Regions from separate parts of the Mus musculus genome. Here region 2 is linked to region 1. The links are chromatin contacts, called in public promoter capture Hi-C maps. All regions are on one chromosome and are shown on one strand. The core of a region is the stretch at or near the end of the contact, and the rest is flanking DNA. Distances in the headings are between cores, read along the strand shown.

The links. Promoter capture Hi-C pulls out the DNA fragments that hold promoters and counts their contacts.
Region 2: a promoter capture Hi-C map of hippocampal neurons shows a contact between it and region 1, with 3 times the contacts expected there. The contact joins the promoter of Ppfia3 here to the promoter of Irf3 in region 1. A contact is called at or near these places in 8 of 39 promoter capture datasets (the C10 cell line, erythroid cells, hippocampal neurons and 5 more), 2 of 484 Hi-C or Micro-C datasets (B cells and embryonic stem cells), 4 of 115 datasets of contacts at active chromatin or transcription factors (bone marrow-derived macrophages, microglia, pancreatic cancer cells and 1 more) and 3 of 9 other capture datasets (adipose tissue, liver and pancreatic islet).

What each region holds. Positions count from the first base shown.
Region 1 is chr7:44,996,003-45,002,069 of GRCm38.p6, reverse strand. Irf3 (interferon regulatory factor 3) reads right to left here and starts at 4,422. Exons shown (of 8, transcript NM_016849.4): 1 at 4,162-4,422; 2 at 3,193-3,365; 3 at 2,007-2,178; 4 at 1,846-1,916; 5 at 1,524-1,698; 6 at 1,048-1,425; 7 at 282-397. The coding sequence starts at 3,357. It overlaps Bcl2l12 (BCL2-like 12 (proline rich)), which reads left to right and starts at 4,491. Exons shown (of 7, transcript NM_029410.3): 1 at 4,491-4,607; 2 at 5,078-5,192; 3 at 5,384-5,526. The coding sequence starts at 5,086.
Region 2 is chr7:45,363,298-45,368,954 of GRCm38.p6, reverse strand. It overlaps Ppfia3 (protein tyrosine phosphatase, receptor type, f polypeptide (PTPRF), interacting protein (liprin), alpha 3), which reads left to right and starts at 1,936. Exons shown (of 30, transcript NM_029741.2): 1 at 1,936-2,296. It overlaps Lin7b (lin-7 homolog B (C. elegans)), which reads left to right. Exons shown (of 6, transcript NM_011698.1): 5 at 488-651; 6 at 957-1,064. The coding sequence ends at 978. It overlaps Mtag2 (metastasis associated gene 2), which reads right to left and starts at 2,794. Exons shown (of 2, transcript NR_015480.2): 1 at 2,681-2,794; 2 at 1,007-1,579.

The sequences.
Region 1 (6,067 bases), core at 3,173-5,672:
CCGCCCCACCTAATTAATGGAAGCCCCTGGGAGCCACATTCTTCAAAGGCTGCAAAGACCTGCAGCTACCAGCTACAGGGTCTAGAGTCACAATAAGCTCAGGATACTGAATAAGTCCTGTGGAGGACACGCAGAGGCTTCTGGGAAGGGTAACAGTGGCTGCAGAGGCCTGTTGGGTAAGCTATTTCTCAGAGGGGCTTCTGAGGGTCCTAGTCCCGGGGTGCTGCAGGTTCCTCCACAAGTGGACCCTCCCATCCCCAGTAGCATGAGACAGCTGGCACCTTGACCATCACAAGCCTCTTGACCCATGGCTGGTCCTGGGGCCACATTTCCCCCATGCAGAACCACAGAGTGTAGCGTGGGGAGTGTCCACTTCCTTCCATGAAGGCAATCAGATCTGGGAACCCAAGAGTTAGGTCAGAAAAGAAAGGATGGCTTCTACCCTGTCTACCAGCTCAACTTGTATCTTCCCTGACACTGCTATACACTGCCTATCTGGAAAAGTCCCTACAGACACAAACAAGTGCTCCCCACTCCTTCCTTCCTGCAGCAGCGGCAGTGAGGAGGACGGTGGGCTCGCAGCTCAGGAGGCTGTTGGGATGTTTCCTCAGCTGCTTGGGGCCCAATGCCGCTCTCTGACTGACACTCGATGCCAGCCCTTGAGGGTGTGGCAGGAGGCATGAGAGTTCAAGGCTAGCAGAAGCAGTAAGAGCAAGACCCTGCCTCAGAAAACTAAAGTTTCAAATATAAATGCAACTTCAAACTGGCTACCTTGCTGACACATGGCATCCCAACCATAGGGGACGTAATCTTGGGGCACTATCCACTGAGGCAAGCTCCCAGCCTCAGCAGTGTTTCTGTATACACCATGAGATGTGGACACACCAGAGTGTCTTATATGGCCTGTACTACATTAGCTTCAACAGTCTAAGCAGCCAGCCCCTGGACTTGGAGGCACAGGCCTAGCTTTTTGCCACAAAACTTAGTAGCAGACTCTGAATTCAATCAGCCACCATGGCCTGTCAGTTCCATAGGGTGCTCACTCACCTGCCACGAAGGGCCTGAGGTCGAACACGGCTCCGTCCTTGTCCTTGTGGACCTCTCCATCAGGCCCTCGCCCACTGTCTGGAAGCAGCTCCTCCCCCAGAGCCCAGAAGGCGTGGGAGTGGCCTAGGCGCTGGGCCCAGAGGCACTGCCCAGCCTGCCACAGTGCCAGCCCATTGCCCAGCCCTTTGAGCACCTGCCCCACGTACTCCTTCACAAGCTTGTCCGTCAGAAACCCCTCAGGATCGGGCAGGGTGACTGGCTGCCAGGGCAGTGTCATGTCAGCTGTGCTGCCCACCAGCCGCAGGCCCCCCGGGCAAAAGAGTGTCTGCTGGAAGACCTGGCGGCCTCGGTAGAAGGCGGTCACCTCGAACTCCCATTCTGAGCCACCGGTGGAGTGAGAGGGGAGAAATGGAGAGGAGCAGGGTAAGGAGCGCTGTCCCTGCCGCAGCCCTTCCCACGCCACAGCTGGCACTCACGTTCCTCAGCTAGCAGCTGCTTCAGTGGATTTTCTTGGGGTGCAGGGTTTAGGAAGTTGTTCACATTGGGGCTTGGCAGTTGTTGAGAAGGATCAGAAACAATAGCCAGATCTGAGGACCCCTCATCTTTGAGGGGCCCCAAGATCAGGCCATCAAATAACTTCGGTAGGTTTTCCTGGGGGAGGAGGAGGGTGTTAGCTGGTCAACAGCTTCAGCTGAGTCAGGAGGGCAGCCAACCGGTGGAGGAATGGAGGTCCCGGGAGAAGGGCTGGGGGGTGGGGGGCGGGGGGGAAGGCTGAGGCACGGGACGACTGCCTCTCACCTGGGAGTGAGGCAGGCTGCTTTTGCCATTGGTGTCAGGAGAGGCACCCAGATGTACGAAGTCCCGCGCCCCTGTCCAGAGTGGAAGTGAGCGTGTAGGTGGCAGAGACCCTCCTGATCCCAAGCTTTCTGTGACCCCCAGGCCAGCCTTGTCACACGCACCTGGAGTCACAAACTCATACACTTTATGAGGGTCATAAGGGTCCTTGCTATTGTCAGCAGCTAACCGCAACACTTCTTTCCGGTTCAGGGCTGACCGGAAATTCCTCTTCCAGGTTGACACGTCCGGCTTATCCTTCCCCGGGGTGTAGGCACCACTGGCTTCTGCCCAGGCCTGAAATATCAGGGATTCCACAACAAGACGACTTAGACTCTGGCCCGAGGCCCTGACACCTCCCACCACACACCATCCACTTCTGGTTCATGACAGAGCCCCCAGGACCTCCGTTCTCATACTTTCCCACTATTTCCACACTAAAGAAAAATCGTTTTGATTTTGAGGCAGGGTTTCACACATTATAACCAAAGGTGGGCTCCAAGCTGAGACCTCACCCTCCACCCTGCCCTGCCCTGCCCACGGTGCTGACAAACTCATGTCACCATGTCCACCTTCAAGGCTTTTTTTTTTTTAAGCCATCATTCTAGTTATCTACTTGGTACCTCACCCCAGGCCACCTCACATTCTTACTACCATGCTGCTCAGGAAGCAAATAACACCTCTTGAGGGCAGTCTCAACTCTTAAGGCTTAAGGGTTCTAAAATCAAGAGCCCACTCCTAAAGATTTCCCGCCCTCTAAAACAGCTGTTCTCAACTATCCTAATGCGGTTCCTCGTGTTGCAGTGATCCCCCAGCCCCAAAATTATTTGTATTGCTATTACATAACTGTAGTTTTGTTAGAAGTCAAAATACTTATTTTTCAATGAAACGGTCATTCAACCCCCAAAGGGGTCGCGTCCCAGGGACTGAGAACCATTGCTCCAGAACGTTTCTTAAGAAACGCAACCTAGGGCTGGTGAGATGGCTCAGTGGGTAAGAGCACCCGACTGCTCTTCCAAAGGTCCAGAGTTCAAATCCCAGCAACCACATGGTGGCTCACAACCATCCGTAACAAGATCTGACTCCCTCTTCTGGTGTGTCTGAAGACAGCTACAGTGTACTTACATAAAATAATAAATAAATCTTTAAAAAAAAAAAAAAAAAAAAAAAAAAAAAGAAACGCAACCTGGCTTTCAGGATTCTGTTCCTAGAATCTGCCAATCAATTCCCGTCTGTCCCTCCAGTCCTATCCCACCCCCTGCCCTGGTCCAGCCACACCCAGAAATGCGTCTGAAATCTTTCCCCCAGCACCTGGAAGATGCCAAAGTCAGCCATCTGTGCGTCCTGCCGTAGGCCATGCTTCCACGGGATCCTGAACCTCGTTCGGCTCTCGTCCAGCCAGGCCACGCCTTCCAGCTGCCCCAGGTCCAGCTGTGACACCAGCCAGGGCAAAATCCGCGGTTTCGGGGTTTCCATGCTCTAGCCTGCGCACCACAGGACAGTTCCTGAGCCTGTCTGTCACGGGGCAAATGCACTCAAACCTCTCCGACCCGCCACAACACAGGTCTTCCTTCACCATTGTGTACAAACGGGAAACTCCTTCCCACCTTTCCAAATCCAACGGGACCGCCTCTCCTACCCCCCAGAGTCTTCTATATGAACTCTACCCATAGGTTCCTTCCCTTTTCTAAATGTAAACTCCTATTATCCAAAGCTGGCACCCTATTTCAAGAGTGGAGTCCTCTTTCCCTCGTCTTTAAAGGATCCTAACTGCTCTCACAACCGCCTCACCCTTGCAGAAAACCCTTACTCATTTCCAGAGTCTTTTCCCAGGTGCTGTCGCTTCTTCTGTTTTTTTGTTTTTTGTTCCTATATTGTTTTTACGGATGTTTGAGACAGGGTCTTAGTATGTAGCATAGGCTGTCCTTGAACTTGCTATGTAGCCAAGGCTGGTCTTCAACTCACTCTGTGGCCCTGGCTGGCCTCGAATGCACTCTGTAACCCAGGCTACCCTCAAACTTATTCAGTAGCTCAGGCTGGTCTTCAAATCGCTTAACCCATGTTGGTCTGGCGCTCATTCTGTCGTCCAGCCTGGCCTGGAGCTCACTGGCCTTGAACTTACAGCAATCTTTACTGCCTCCAGCCTGGATGCTGAGACTGCAGGCTTCCGTCTACAACGCGTGGCCATTCTGCTTTTCGGTAGCCGAGCTTCTGAGCGACAGGTTTGCCCGATCCTGCGCCCTGAGGCCGCCACCCTCCCGGCTCTTCCGCGTTACCTACCAGGGGAGGAATTGGGCGCCCGTGCGGCGCGGGTGCCAGCAGTGGTTTTGGGGCTCCCAAACAGTAGTTCTGAGACTCGCAGCCACGCAACCCCCTTCTTTGTCAGCTAAGCCTCCGAGCGCTGGGACTTCCTTTTCTAACGATATTTTGAGATATAAAAAGTTTTTCTCAACATTGACGAAATAAAGTCAAGAAATCCCGGAGCGCACTTCGGCTTAGCAGGCCTAACTCCCTCAAATGCCCTTTTTTGGCCTTCCGCCTACAGGCATGCTGGGAACGCCATATGCAAATGACCGCAAAAGAAGGCTCCACCCCTTCGACGTTGGGGCGGTTGCCGTGTCGGCCCAGTGCGCAGGCGTGGGAAAGTTGAACTTCCGAAGTAAAAGTTTGTAGAAATTGTGAGAAAGCGTGTACGCCAGTGCGACGGGGACACAACCGCGAGCCAGGTGAGCTGGGTGCCAGGGAGGGGACAGGGTTGCAGGAAAGGCCACAGCCAGTCCTGCCAAGCTGTGACTTCCAAGCACCCGGGGTCTCCCGGTGCACGCCAGAGGTAAAATTGGAACTACATCTCCCAGCAGACTGCTCGGTGAAAAGTGGGGAAATCGGACCAGCGTTTGCCGCAAAGCATACTAGGATTAGTAGTTCCCTATTCTCTACGGTCTTCGAGCCTTCTTTGGCGCTGCTAGCTGAGAGGGAACTCCAAACCCCCTTCCCGCTCCTTCCTGCAAGAGTTCAAGCACTCATTTACCTCCTTTCTTAGACTCAGTAATTCAGACCGTTTCTCCTCAACTGAATCAACTGCCCCACTGGCCCTTAAAAACCACCTTTTCCTTGGAGTTAGGCGCCCTCTTCATTCAGTGATTCAGAAGTTTGAGTTATCCCTGCACTTGGGTGCATCCTCTGTCTTCTGCCTCAGGTACCCCCATGGCCGGCTCTGAAGAGTTGGGTCTCCGAGAGGACACACTGAAGGTTCTGACGGCCTTCCTTAAGCGCGGTGAAGTCGCTGGGTCCCCTGTCCCAACTCCACCCAGGTGAGTTCCACTCCCCCAGCGTCAGCCTTTGATGGGAAGATCTTCCTGAGTCTTGTGGTCCAAACCTATCTACTCCCATCAGACCTAACTCCATGTGCCTGGGCTGAGTTTCAAGAGTGATCTTCCATGAAAGGATGAAGGGATCACTTGCCCAGACCCCTTCGGGATAACTCCGAGGTTCTTGTCCCTAGGAGTCCTGCCCAAGAGGAGACAACAGATTTCCTGAGCCGCCTCCGAAGATGCCTCCCTTGTCCCCTGGGGAGAGGAGCTCCCCCCACGGAGTCCTCTAGGCCCCACTTCCTTCCCCTCCGCCCCTGCTATGGTTCCGAGCCTGGTAAGAGATTTATTCAGGTCACTTGTGAAACTTTCAGGGCTAGGAGTTTTGGTTCCAAAAAATCCAGACAGGACCCATTATAAAGTCAACACGGTTCAGCTTCAGCACAAGCCATAACCATTTCAAGTCTTTGTCACACCTCTTTCTAGCGGGTAAGTGTAAGTGTTTGTGCTTGGATAGGAGGTACCCTGGGGCTCCAAAGCCCGGGAAGCATGCAGCTCTGAAGGGAGAAGGGGTCCCAGTGCAAGGGATGCCTGAGACTGGGGGCCCAAGAGCCACACAGCGCTGAGGTGGGACGTGTCCCGATGGAGGGGTATCCTGAGACATGGGGGCCAGGACCCTTACAGCTTTGAGAGGAAGTCTCCTCAGCAGAGGCATTGTGGCTCCCAAGGGAGTAGAGCCTCAGCACCGCTCCACTTCTTTGCTTCCTGGCTTCTTCCGATGAGAGAGTCACACCAGGCAGAAAATCTCATGAAAGAGATTTGTTGGAGAGTCCAGAGTGGAGTGAGGACACCATGGCTGGCCGCCCTCTGCTCCTGGG
Region 2 (5,657 bases), core at 687-3,186, 370 kb before region 1:
GGAGGTTGAAGGTTGGGTACTTCTCTGAACTAAGATGTGGAGGGGTGGTTCTGGCTCGGAACAGAGATGGTCCCTGAGATGAGGAGAAAGGCTGGCTCTGCCTGATGTCTGGGCCAGTCAGCATCCTGAAACCCCAGTGATTAGAATCCAAGGAAACACCACCGAGGAGGTCGTCTCTCCAGAAAAGCCCGGCTTCTGGCCCTGGGCAGTGAGGGCAGGAGATCAATAAGCTTAGGGGGTGTAGACAGACTTTTTTGGGACAGGTTCAGTGGCCTGGTTCATTGAGGACACTGGGACTCAAAGCTATCTTGACATGCAGTTTTTAGGTTGTGGGTGCTGTGCCTAAAGTTGGTGATCCACTAGAGGGATATGAGGCCTTGGAGACTTGACCCCAGCAGCCGTGTCACTATCCACTGGTCCCATGTCCTGGGTAGGGTGGTAAGGGCAGCGGTTTGGGCCAGCAGTCTGTGCGAGGCCTGCCCTGCAGAGTGTGGAAGGCGAACACCATGAAAAGGCGGTGGAACTCCTGAAGGCTGCACAGGGCTCAGTGAAACTGGTGGTGCGCTACACTCCTCGGGTGCTGGAGGAGATGGAAGCCCGCTTCGAGAAGATGCGATCTGCCCGTCGGCGCCAGCAGCACCACAGCTACACGTGAGCCTCCAGTCACCATCCTCTCCCTGCTGCCTTCCCCAACCTTAGATACCCAAATCAGGCCAGTGAGCACAGCGGCCTTCAACATTTATCTCTGGCTCTCCACCAGGGGTTTTCTGACCTTTGACTCCTGCCATGGTAGCTAAGGCCCTGGGACCCTCTGGCTCCCCAACTCCAGAAGCCCTGTGCCTGATTTTCTGAACTGTTGTCTCCAGAACCCCACCATTGAACATCTTACGCGCCCTCCCCCACCCCACCCCTGAACCTACCCTGTGTCTAAAACTCCCCTCTCTACACCCTCACAGGTCCTTGGAGTCTCGAGGCTGAAATCACAGACCAGGACCCTCCTTCTCCTCCCCTGTACAGTATTATTTATTGTCACTGGCTCCTTATTTAAAGATCTTTAACCCTCACCGAGTGTCTTGTGTGTCTGTCGCGCATCCTGGAATAGTCTCTGTGGGGGAGGAGGACAGTGAAGCTGAGGTTAAGAACAAGCTCATTCCAGTCTGTGTACCATGATAGACAACGCTCGCGCAGCTCTGAAGGCGGAGGCTGGCCGGTGTCCCAGAGACTAGCCCGACCCAAGGCTGCGTCTATGTGAGCGCCAGGGAGCACCACTAAAGACCACTGCCCCCAACCCTTAAGAGGTTCGGAAGGCCAAGGCCTGGCAAGGTCTCCAGTGAGTCGGACGCGGGAGTCTTGAAACCAGCAGAAGCCGCCTGATCATTGCCTCTGTAGGCGGGGCGGAGCGAACCATCCACTGGGGGAACCCTTGCGGGCCGTGCCACCGTCTGCGTAGGAGTCGGGTTGGTGGGGCGCATGCAGTACCCTAGACGGGCGCAGGGGTGCAGAGTAACACGCACTCGCCACCCGTCGTCCACTTGCCTCACCTTCCAACCGAGCACATCCTTCCGGGAGCCGCCCTTGTCTTAAAAAAAAAAAATCCCACCTTGAATGTTGAATTCCTATCCCGCCGCCCAACCCTCGTGTCCCGTGAGACGCGCGCCGCCGTGGGGACCCGGGGTCGCGACTCGCGTTCCATGCTGCGCGCTACTAGATTCAGGTGACATCATCCTCTGCCGGGCTCCGCCTCCCTCCCAGGCCGCCGCACGCTGCATGCCTATTGGTCGCTGCACCATGAGTCCCGCCCCCAGCTCTCCGCCCGCGCGGCCCCTCCCTCCCGATGTGGAGGCGGGGTCTGGTCGCCGGCCGGCACGGAGGCCAATTCTCATTGGCCATTCAGCACCGTCCGTCAGTCTTCTGTTAAAGGGGCCACGACCGCCCGGGATCTGTGGGGGGGGAGGGGGAGGGAGGAGAATTTTTTGGGGGGGGAGAAGGTGGGATTTGGGGGGGCGCTGGTGGGCACCCCTGGATCTGGCGACTGCGGCCTCGCGGGGGGAGGCTGTACGGTGACAAGGGCAGGGGGCTATTTTAGGGAGTAAGAAGGCTGTGAGACCGTGAGGGGGAGGGGGGTCCCCAGCGCTGGAGCCGGAGCAAGAGACGCTGAGCCCGCGCTAGCGGCGTAGACAGGGTTCCAGAGCTCCAGATCCGGGCCCCGGCCGCCGCCAGGGGCCCCGCCCGGTGCCCCTACCCCACCCCGCGTCCCTCCTGCAGCCCAGCTCCTCCCGCAGTCGTCGCGGACCAGGTAGGTAAGAGCCCGGCCCAGCTTGCCCGGCAGCGCCCACCCTGGGGACCCCTGGGCTAGCGTTTCCGACCAGCTTGCCCGAAATCCTACATTCCCATCTTCATCCCAAGGGAACCCAGAGTCCAGATTTCACAAGCCAACCCAAGAGACCCAGGCGTGTCCCTTCCCGGAGCTGAGAGTGCCCCGCCGAACCCTAGTATCTCAGGCGGGCTACCTCCTTGTGCCTCCTCCAGGGCCCAGAAGCCTGGATCCCTCAGCTCAGCCCAGGGGATCCCTCAGTCTAGATCCATCCTCTGGGCCCAGTCCTGGGAGCTCCAGACCCTGGTCACCGCTGTGGGGCTTCCTCCATTGCGTCCAAATCGTTCCCCCATTTGCGTCCCCCACCTTCTGGTTGAATCAACCGGAGACGTTCCTCGGTCCAGGCCGGCTCGCCCTGGACACAGGCCCGCGCCGGAGCTGTCCATGGTCAGCTCTCGGTAGCCTCGCCTCCCCCATCTCCTTCCACGGCCGCTAGGGAGGAGGGGGGTGCAGGTGGTGTGGGGATTCCTCCCCCTCACCGCGCCTTTGACCTGGGGTTCCCCGGCGCCCCCCTCCCAGATGGGCCGCAGGGCTCTCAGGCCCATCTTTAGGCACTCTAGCTTTCTGGGACTCTAGCTGCTTCACTTACATAGAGCTTGTGAATGTCCCTGCCCAGGCCACTTAGAAACCTTGGCATGGAGCCTCCCGCTCCCACCTGGTTCTGAAAAGCTGTTAGTGTCCATATATCTGCTGGCCCTGACTAATCACTGTCACCTTATTCAGCACCCGGGGAATCCAGTTTCCTAGCCTTTGCCCCCACCTCCCCACTTAGCACCTACTTTAACAGCTCCCCCCTGCCCTCCGCAGACAAATATGACCAGCCTCTTGGTACACCAGCACCTGCTTGCTGCCTTATAGACTCAGGCGCCATGACTTCTTTTCAAAGACCTGGAATGCAATTCCTCTGCTTCTGTCCTCACTCCCCCTTGGAGATCTAAGTGTCTCACCCCCATCTTATAACCTCCACCTGAACAAACACTCATCTCAGGGACCCAGAATCTCTGACAGTGGTGAGTGTCCTGTCCATCAGACCACCCACCCAGGCTTACACTCCCACCAAACAGTCAGGCTCTAAGTTTCTTCACCCCTAGGTAGATTCAAAAGTCTGGACCTTGGCTCTGCATTCCACTCCCATCTTCATGTCTTGGTGGCCTCAACTTCACATCTCCCATGGCTTTAACGAGCACTTATCATCTGCTCTATCATCTCAGGTGCTAGACTTGCAGAGTCTCCTCTCCCCCAAAGCTGGATATTTCTGGCATCTCATTGCCTCTAGAGACCCATATGGTAATATCTGATGTCTCATACTCCAAGTACCAAACAGCCATCCTTTCCTCCAGGTGTGTTTTGGGATCAAGGTTCACGAGGTTATTTGGAACCAGGCAGCTGTCTTTCTGCACTTCTAGTTAAAAATGTGTCCTTTCCCTGTGTTATGTTCAAGATCCTAAGTTCCAGAACATTTCCAGATGATGTGCCTGTTCCGTCCTCACCAAGGCATGTGATCCACTTCAAGGCCATGAACTAACTTCTAAGCATGTCTTTTTTTTTACTTGCTCCTTTCCCATCCCCAGTGGCAGGATTTTGCCATGCGTCCCAGGCTGGATTAGAACTCACTATGTTGTCTACATTTTTCCTCCTCCTCTTCATCCTCTTTTTCTTCTATTTATTCTTCTCCTCTTCCCCTTCCTTCTTTTTCTTTTTTGGTCTTTACCAATATCTAGACAACATGCCTAAGCCATTCTCTGCTCTCAGGCCTCTCCTCAGACATGCCCTATATTTCTAGCTACAGGGGCTGGGGTTGTTGCTGGGGCAGAGCACTTACCTCACATGCACAAAGGCCAGGCTTCAATTACTAGCACTTGACCAATTACAAAAAGGGCTCACTTTATGCCCACCCTTAAAGACTAGTATCTGCTGAGTTTCCATTGTAGATGTGTTTTATGTTCGGGCCACGTCTGCTGATGTTCTAGATTCCCTTCTTCCCAGGATATTCTAACTTGCAGAATGTGTCATTTTCAATTAAATAGTCTAGTATTCTTTGGAACTCTAGTGTGCACAGTCTTTTTTTTAATTAATTAATTATTTTTATTTTATGTGCATTAGTGTTTTGTCTGCATATATGTTTATGCAAGGGTGCCAGGTCCTCTGGAACTGGAATTAGACCATTGTGAGCTGCCAGGTAAGTGTTAGGAATTGAACACAGGTCCTCTTGCAGAGTAGTCAGTGCTATTAATCATTGTGCCATCTCTCCAGCCCCCCATAGCTTACACAATCTTAAACCTGGAAGTTTCCAGAGCCGTGTTCTGCTTATCTTATGAAGCCTCGGGTTCTAGATCCCTGTCTGCAGCTTCTGCCTTTCCTTACTGTGGCCTTAGCTTTGGTGTCAGTCTTGTTCCCAGCTGGGTCAGAGGCTTCCAGCTCCATCTGCTGCCCTGGCATTCTGAGCCTGTTCTAGATGCTGGCCTTTTCTAGAGTCTTCAGGTTCAAAATGTTCCTGTTTCCTAAACAGACCACCCCCACCAGAGGATCTCTCTCTCTCTCTCTCTCTCTCTCTCTCTCTCTCTCTCTCTCTCTCTCTCTGTTGTTATTTGGTACATTTTGTTTTTCTGTATGTGTGCATGTGGAAGTCAAAGGACAGTTTGCAGGAGTTCTCTTCTTCATACACCATGTGTGTCCCAGAATCTCCAACTCAGGTCTTCAGTCCTGGTAGCAAGTTTTGTCCACTGAGCCATCTTCCTGGCTTTCCTGGCCGTGTGTGTGTGTGTGTGTGTGTGTGTATTTGGAGCAGGATTTCATTGTGGTAGTCTTGAACACAAAATCCTCCTGCCTCACCTGGACTCCTATGGCCAGGCATCCATGCTAAGCAGACTCTGAGTCCTAGATTCTGTCTTTTGACCAGATCTATTATATATTGCATTAGGGGTGCTCCTCTATGTCATTTTGCTCACTTCTGTGGGTTCCAGGCACCTATTTATGTTACCATGTGGCTTTGGGCTGATTTTACCTTCCAGTCCTCAGTTGTAGCATAGAACCCTTTAGTTAGCCGAAAGAGCCGCTCTTGCCTTCAGTCACTTGCTCAGTGTGGAGGCTCTTAATCTTTTCTGTGTTCTGTAGCATCTTGGTAACACTGGCTGTCCATTCTCTTTCTCAGTGAATCGGAGAGTCTACAGTAATCTCACTCATCCTAGGCTGTACATTTTGACCCGATTGCGGTTTTGAGCTTTCATGTTGGGGGCCGGGGGAATCTAGCCTAAAGCTTATAAACTTTTGATGGATCCAGTTT